Linked DNA regions of Pan troglodytes: region 2 is linked to region 1. Evidence: chromatin contacts called from public Hi-C data. All regions are on one chromosome and are shown on one strand. Each heading gives the region's core, a stretch centred on a gene start, on an enhancer-like site or on the middle of the called end of the contact. The rest is flanking DNA. Distances are from core to core; before and after follow the strand shown. Region 1 overlaps ABL1 (ABL proto-oncogene 1, non-receptor tyrosine kinase). Region 2 overlaps ABL1 (ABL proto-oncogene 1, non-receptor tyrosine kinase).

Region 1 (3,915 bases), core at 458-2,957:
GAGCCTTAATTCACTGCACAGCAAAATCTCACATAAGCAGCTCTCCACACAGGACAGAGTGTTTAGAAGGCCACTTCTGCTGTCTTTCTCTACGTGTGCTCTAAGTTACTCGCTCAAGCAGAAAGACACAATAAAAGGCCTCAGGGCCTCTGTACCTGCTGCTGCTCCCTCTGCCTGAAATCTCCCACTCCCTCATCTTCCGTGCCCAGTTCTCGCTTCCCGTTCCAAGGCCAGTTTTAAGGTCCGTGAAGTCTTCCCCAACCACCCAATCTAAAGTCATCACACGGCACGGGTCATCCTACCACCTGTCTTACTTCTCAGCAATGGACCCACTACTAGCTCATAATTTCCTGTTTATCTGCTTAATTACTGTCTGTCTCCACCTAAGAGCATGCAAGCTTCATGAAAGCAGAACCCTAAGCTGTTTTCATTCCAATGTTGAGAACAGGAAATCAACATGTAATAAGTACTCAATAAATAACTGTTGATTAAATTAACACATGGTAGAACTTGGTGGGTAGTTGCTGGTAGGAAAAGTGAAGAATTCATTTAATTTATAATTTAAAAGGGATAAACCTAGAATGAAATAGTGATCAGAAGATGAAAACCACTAAACACATCCAACACAAGGAAGCAAAAGGAAGGATTTACGACACAAGAGCATTCGGTCCCCGTGTGAGAGCTACAGCAGGTGAGGACCTAGGGTCAAACCCTGCATGTAGAGTTTGCATCTGGACACAACAGAGCTGGAGAGGAAGGAGAAGGAGCAGGCTGGCAGAAAGCAACAATGCAGCGGGTGCCAGCTACCTGTTTTCTTCTCTTTTCATTGGTGTGGCAAGGGAATACTTCCTTACCAAAAACAATTCCACATGAAAAATCCACATAAAACATCTGGACTCCAGGCACAAAACTGAATCTACTGGCTTGCTCAGGGCAGCCAACCATCACTGAAGGTGGAAAGAAGACTTAAAATCATGACTAGGCATTCAGAAGACTTGCCCAAACTGCAAAGATGTGGGAAGAAGGAGCAGATTTGGGACAGTGGTGATGCTTGGGACGAGAGGGAGAAAAGGGAACAGGATCAGGCTTCAGCTATAACTGTAATATCTTATTACTTAAAAAAAAAGAAAAGGGAAGAAAAAGCCTGAAATACACACAGCAAGGCCAAGGCCTTTGGCTGTGGGTTATGTCAGGCACCATTACTATACGTCTGTAATAGTAAATAAGAAAAATGTTTTTAAAAGAAGGTAGCAAAGAAATATACAAGTTAGTCCCATTGACAACTCTCAAGAAGGTAAAAAGGATTCGTCAACAGGAAGGTTTCTCTTTCTTTTGTTTTGCTTGGGGAGATAACACAAGTGAATTCCTAAAACAGGCAAGCCAAAGGCACACATTTTGGGGTTACAATCTTTTGGTAACAATATCACTAAAATAAAATTCTCAGAAACGCAAAACTTATCTAGAAAGATTGCTTCACTCTGGGGAACTTGCTCAAGGTGTAAGGACTGTGGCCTGGGGACACTGGCTTATCCCTCTGCAAGACAGGACCGCTGAATGGCAAGACTTATCAGGATGTGGCGGCCCTGCTTTTATTCTTGAGAGCACGGAAGAGAAGCCTCTGAGTGAACTGCTCTAGGGACACACACCATGAGTCACGCTCAGACCCACGAACGTGCACACAGGAATGTGTCGGGGAGCGGAAGTCGGCACCGCTGAGGGCTGCCGTTAGCTTCATAACCACACGGTGACGTCCACGCACTCTCTTCAGTGCTGGTCACCAACACAAGTGCTGCACACAAAGAAAACGGAGCGGGACCTGGGGTCAGCTCCCAATCCCCGACCCTCTGGAAAAGTCTGTCAGCTGTCCGATTACTTCACTGCCGGTGGCAAGTGCTCCAACCCCTGTTCTCAGGTTAGCTCAGCTGATGATGTGCTCCCTACCAAGGACTCTAGAGAAGCGAGAAAAGCCATTCCAAGAAGACATTCCTGCAATCAGAGCACCACTCCCATCTTGGAAATCACTGGCACAGTACAGAGTCAAAGAGCCCGTGTGGCCTGCTGGGCTCCAGGGCAGGGCACCTGGGAGCAAGTCTCATTATCCCTCTCTCCCATCGGAGCAGGAAGCACACGGGCCTCAAAGGAGCGTTCCCCAACTGGCGGATCGGGTTCCTTCACTCCAATGTGGAATGCTAAGGGCTCCCCTAAGTCCTAGTTTATGCAGAATTTCTTCTTGGGCTCATTTGATTCCCCCATTGGCTACTGTGTTAGAGACTTCAGTTACAGGAGGTTTCACTGAATGGCCCAACTTTATCCTTTTCAATTAATTAAATTTATAGACCTTGTTGTGACTTAGTTCATTTTTCAACATAAAACTTACATACTGACACTTACTAAATACTAAAACCATTCTCCCCCAAAGGCACTGCATATTCGGTTCACAGCCATCTTCCCCGTGTCCCACTAACAGTCAAGGCTGGTGCTTCCTTCTGATTAGTTCCAGGTTTTGAGCAGCATTTGTTGGGGAACTGTGTAATCATCAGGAATTCATGGCATGTTCAGGGAAGAAAGTAGTGTCATGAATGGCATGTCATTATGCTATGCACCTGGTTCCATGAACACTCAGGTGCTCAGTCAGGGCTGCTGCCTCTCCCTAATCATGCATGAACCTGAAGGATGCGACTTGTCAAAGAAACGCTTAGAAACAGCATTTTGCCAGGAGCAGTGGCTCACGCCTGTAATCCCAGCACTTTGGGAGGCCAGGGAGGGCAGATCACGAGGTCAGGCGTTCGAAACCAGCCTGGCCAACATGGTGAAACCCCATCTCTACTAAAAATACAAAAATTAGCCGGGCATGCTGGTGGGCACCTGTAGTCTCAGCTACTTGAGAGGCTGATGCAGGAGAATCGCTCGAACCCGGGAGGCGCAGGTTGCAATGAGCCGAGATTGTGCCACTGTACTCCAGCCTGGGTGACAGCCTGTCTCAAAAAAAAAAAAAAAAAAAAAGAAAGAAAAGAAACAGTGTTTCTTTTGACAGCCACACTGACAGGCCTAACGGAGCTTAGACTTGTGCAACCTTTGGCTGCTTTGGGCCCGGGAGTCCCACCTCAGACATACTGTTTACAGGTTGCTCAGCCAGGAAGCAAGTTCCCCCGAGAGCTGCTCACACACCAGCAGGAAGGCAAGCCTCGCAGTACACAAGAACGGTCCAAAGCCCCTCCACCAGAGCAGGTTAGCCATGTGCTCGGCTTTTCACCAGGAGGCCTACGCCTGCTGAGCCACTGTCAGGGCGGGTAAACCTTAAACATCTAAGAGGCTGTGTAAAGGGTCCCTTCCTGCAACTCTGCTGAAGCTTAGGGCCTTGGATCTGTCACTTCAGCAGACGATGAAAATAAATGTCAACTGGGCAAATTTCTTTCAAGAAAAGGAAAGACTCTATTAAGGACTAGAAGGAATCGAGGAACGTGACAGGGGCATCTCATAGAAGTCAATGAGGTGTGGACACATTCAGAACTAAGAACTTTAGGCAGAAGGTGGTGAAGAAAAATCAATCTTCAATTCCGCTATGTCAACAGAGGGTTACAACTTTGGGAAAGGATCAGAACAATGACAGTCAAATCCCCGGGTACCCAGAGATGTTTGAGCCTGTCAAGGCTCCTAGGAAATGGCAACGGCTCGGTTTAGTATTGGCCCCTTCAAGAGTCCAGCTCATAACTCCCAGTCCCCAGCTCTGGGCCCCGAGCTGGTGGTCCTCGGCTGATGACCCACAAGGGCTGCTGAAAAGCTCAGAACACGAGGAGAGACACAAATAAGAGCCAAGAGCGGGGAGGCAGAAAGAAATCCTTTGGGGCCTTACAGAAGAATCTTCTAAATTCAGTTGTTTTCTAAAGATGAGCTAATTTAAAAATAAGAACCAAA
Region 2 (3,915 bases), core at 1,030-3,529, 93 kb after region 1:
TCCTGTTTCTGCTCCTTGGTGCTGCCTCACTTCCACCGCCATCAGACTGAGGATACACAGCTAGTCGTCACTGGCTCTGTCCTGGGGGGACTTTGCTCTTGCCAGTGACAGTCTTCCATACGCTCTGAGTTGCTGCTAAATGCCCGTGCACACCAAGCCTCCCAAGTTACAGACCTAGCAGAGCATGAATTATTTTACAAATTCACAAATGTAGCAACCAAGTAAATCCTGCTGCCAGTCTTTCCATCAAGAAGGAAACAGAAAAAGCGGAGGCTGCAAGCTCTAATGCTTACAGGGTTCAGGAAGTTGTACACATAGGAGTGTATGGGGGTTGGGGGGAAGGGGGCTCTCCCATCTGGGTGATGCTGTTCAAGAGAGCAGCAGCTACTCAGCTCCAGCAGATAGCTACCATGTGAAAATGCAGGGTTTTGGAAGTAAAATATATTGTTTTTTAAAAATTACGATGGAAATCTTAAAATTTCCTAATTTTTAAATCCATAGGTTCCACTTCATTTTTTTTCCTCGCAATTTCCATGTTAATTAAACCAAGTCATTTGTTGTGCAGAATTCCCACCAGTCTAAATCTTGATGATTGAATTTAACATGTCATTTTCTTCTGCATGAAACTTTATTTTCTCAAATGCAGGTGGCCATTTCTGTTTAAAAGAGATGTCCTATTTGTGAATGTGTGTGTACGTGTGTGTGAGTGTGCACACACATGCACACGTGCACTTTACTTCAGAGAGCTTGCCTGTGGCTGCTCTGAGGAATCAAATGTGTTCCCTTTTCATAAAACCTGCAGCTCCTCCAGAACTAAAACTCGGTATTCAAATATGAGGTCAGGCCGGGCGCAGTGGCTCCTGCCTGTAATCCCAGCACTTTGGAGGGCCCAGGCGGGTGGATCACCTGAGGTCAGGAGTTCGAGACCAGCCTGGCTAACATGATGAAACCCCATCTCTACTAAAAATACAAAAATTAGCCAGACGTGGTGGCAGGCACCTGTAATTCCAGCTACTCAGGAGGCTGAGGCACAAGAATCGCTTGAACCCAGGAGGCGGAGGTTATAGTGAGCAGAGATTGTGTCACTGCACTCCAGCCTGGACAACAGAGTGAGACTCCGTCTCAGAAAACAAGAAGTCAGACTCTCCAATGTAACATGGCATTCTGAGGCCATGTGAGTCTTTAGAAGAATGGGATCGCTAAGGGACTCCTGGAATTCCAAACAGATCTATCAATAATTGAATGAGGTAGTTTCAGATGGCATGAGCTGCAAAGAAATGAAAAGGGGAAGAGGACAAAGAGCTGATGCTGGTGTGGGTACTGTGGCCTGGGCCATCAGGGAAGGTCTTTCCGAAAAGATGCCACGTGAGCTGGGGCCTGCATGGGTCTGAAAGAGCCAGGCACCAGAAGCTGAGTGAAGGGCAGGGCCCAGGGAACCCTAAGAGGAAAAAGAACTGGCAGTAAACAAAGGGAGTGACAGGAGGGAAATTCGAGAGGGAAACCAGGCCCAGACCACGCAGGCTGTGGTGAGAAGCTGAACATTACTCTAACTGAGATGGGTACCCATCGAGGGACAGGAAACTGGGTAGTGAAAAGATCTGATGTAAGTTTCTAAGGGAGGGTCTCTCTGCTAGCAGAAGGAGGACAGACCCAGATGGCAACAGGAGGCTGGGAAGTCTTTGAGATCAGAGCCGGGGCAAGGCAGGGTGGGGCCGGGGTGGTAGCCCTGACAGCAGAGCAGTGGGTGGTGTGAGATTTATTCTAGGCACTTGTTACTGTATCGGACAAGAAAGAGAGGGCAGAGGAGGAGGCAAGGATGAAAGCTAGAGGGTGGCAAGGCCCTGGGGGGAGATGATGCTGGGGTCACAGGCTGTGGCCTTGTCCCCAAGTCCTAAGGCATCAAAAACAGACAAGGCCAGGTTTGGTGGGAACTCACCAACTCAAAAGAAAAGGCCCCTGCAAGTGCCTACACTTCCTCATCTTCCTAACCACGGGGCACACTCATTTGTATCCCAATGAGACACATCCAGTACCTGCACCCTCCAGCTCCCTGTCAGAAGCCACCAGTGGTGGGGCCGCCCTTCACTGCATGTTTACCACTCTTTCCTCAGGGCCCTACGCAGAAGTCTGTCTGCGGTCATGGATCTCTTCCTGGGCCTACAGTAAGGCATCTGTCCTGACAGTAAGGCATCTGTCCTGCCCAGCAAGACCCGCCTTCCAGGCACCAGTCATCCGCATGCCCCTGAGCAGGCTGGCGGGGGCACTGGGGGCCGAGGCTGCTTGGTATGTGTCTGTGAGTGCCATGGCCGCATTCTTGAGAGCGCACCAACGCATGCCACAGCCCGGGGCCCTCACAGTCACAAGCTCCTGAGCAGCAGTTTCTCTGCAAGCCTGGGAAACAGGTCGTGGGCGATGACCTGCACCCACTTCATCTCCATCTGCCAAATACAGTCTGATGAATTCACCCAATTCTTCCCTTTATCTTTTCGTTCCTCAGGGAAGCACTCAAATATGAGACCAACACCCTGTCCTTGTGACAGTTTCTTTACCAAATTCTGCTGACAAACTGTTTTTCCACCAAGCCACCACAGACAAGTGATTAGTTTGGTCATTGCCAGGATTAAGAAAACCTGCCTATTATGCCCCATTAGATTCACAGTAACTTTCCAAAATTTCAATATGTGTTCAAGCATTAAATCTGTGGCATAAAGAAGAAAGCAGTAAAGGGAACTGGGGGGCCTAAAGAACAGAAGAGAAACACAAAGGCTGTCAGGTCTACTTGTGCCTCTACGTTACCAAATGACTTTCATTTCCTTCCTTATAAGAGAAATGAATACTGATCCGTCACTGTTAACACTCAGGTACACTGACGTACCCAGTAGACCTTCCAGAAGGGCAACTGGCAATATGTATCAAAAACCTTTAAAAGTTTCTATTCTTTTGATGTAGAAATTCCACTTCTAGGAATTTATCGTAAGGCCATAAGAATGTACAAAAATGGATCATGAAGGTTCTGGGAGAAAAACTACAAACAATAGAAGCATTTGAGGCTTAGGGAAATGAATCATGGCCTATCCAACACCACATGGATTTCCATGTAGACAGGATTTCCATCCTGCTAGCTACACGTTTTGAAGTGGGGAGCAGCACCCAGGTGGCCCCCGGGTTGCTGGCTGTAGCACTGTCATAACCAAACCAAAGCCTCCCCTTGTACCTCTGAAAAAACCCCTTGAGAAGCTGATGAAGGATATGGACCTCCTCGCCCAAAAATAGCAAACCCAAAAACCAATAACCAAACATGAGACTGCACAAATGTTTGCATGTAACTTCAGGAAGCCTTAAAAGTCCAGAGGAAAGCAAATCATTCATATTTAACAACAAAAAAATCATCTTGACAAAATGATGAATTCTGAAAATGATCAACTCTGGCCAAAAAGAAAAGGGTGGAGGAACTTGTCTTTGGTTAATCAGCACACTACAAATTCTACTTGTATCCCTTGTATCCTCTTTTTTTTTTTTTTTTGAGACAGTCTTGCTCTGTCACCCAGACTGGAGTACAGTGGCACAATCTTGGCTCACTGCAACCTCCACCTCCCAGGTTCAAGTGATTCTCCCACCTCAGCCTCCCAATTAGCTGGGACTACAGGCATGCGCCACCACGCCCAGCTAATTTTTGTATTTTTAGTAGAGACAGGGTTTCACCATGTTAGCCAGGCTGATCTCGAACTCCTGACCTCGTGATCCACCCGCCCTGGCCTCCCAAAGTGCTGGGATTACAGGCATGAGCCACTGTGCCTGGCCTTTTACTTGCCTCTTCTTAAGTGACATTATTCATCCAAGCCCAAGGTGTCAGGGACCCAAAACACAACATATCTGACCTTACGCATAACAAGCAAAAGAAAACACAGTGCCACC

The links. Hi-C and Micro-C count contacts between places; a contact is called where the count stands out from the background.
Region 2: a contact with region 1 is called in a Hi-C map of stem cell-derived neural progenitor cells, with 4 times the contacts expected there. The contact joins two enhancer-like sites. A contact is called at or near these places in 5 of 7 Hi-C or Micro-C datasets (blood, induced pluripotent stem cells, a lymphoblastoid cell line and 1 more) and 1 of 1 other capture datasets (stem cell-derived neural stem cells).

Annotation. Positions count from the first base shown.
Region 1 is chr11:7,594,809-7,598,723 of NHGRI_mPanTro3-v2.0_pri, forward strand. The region is part of intron 3 of ABL1 (ABL proto-oncogene 1, non-receptor tyrosine kinase); the gene reads right to left. Among named protein-coding and RNA genes, the nearest start is that of QRFP, 34 kb to the left of the region's middle. Within about 2 kb of position 1,708, at least 9 of the 24 cell types and tissues checked have an H3K27ac peak or open chromatin away from gene starts, as enhancers often do. A contact at or near this core is called in stem cell-derived neural progenitor cells and stem cell-derived neural stem cells, where this site is marked.
Region 2 is chr11:7,686,887-7,690,801 of NHGRI_mPanTro3-v2.0_pri, forward strand. All of the region lies in intron 1 of ABL1 (ABL proto-oncogene 1, non-receptor tyrosine kinase), which reads right to left. Among named protein-coding and RNA genes, the nearest start is that of ABL1, 52 kb to the right of the region's middle. Within about 2 kb of position 2,280, at least 7 of the 24 cell types and tissues checked have an H3K27ac peak or open chromatin away from gene starts, as enhancers often do. A contact at or near this core is called in stem cell-derived neural progenitor cells and stem cell-derived neural stem cells, where this site is marked.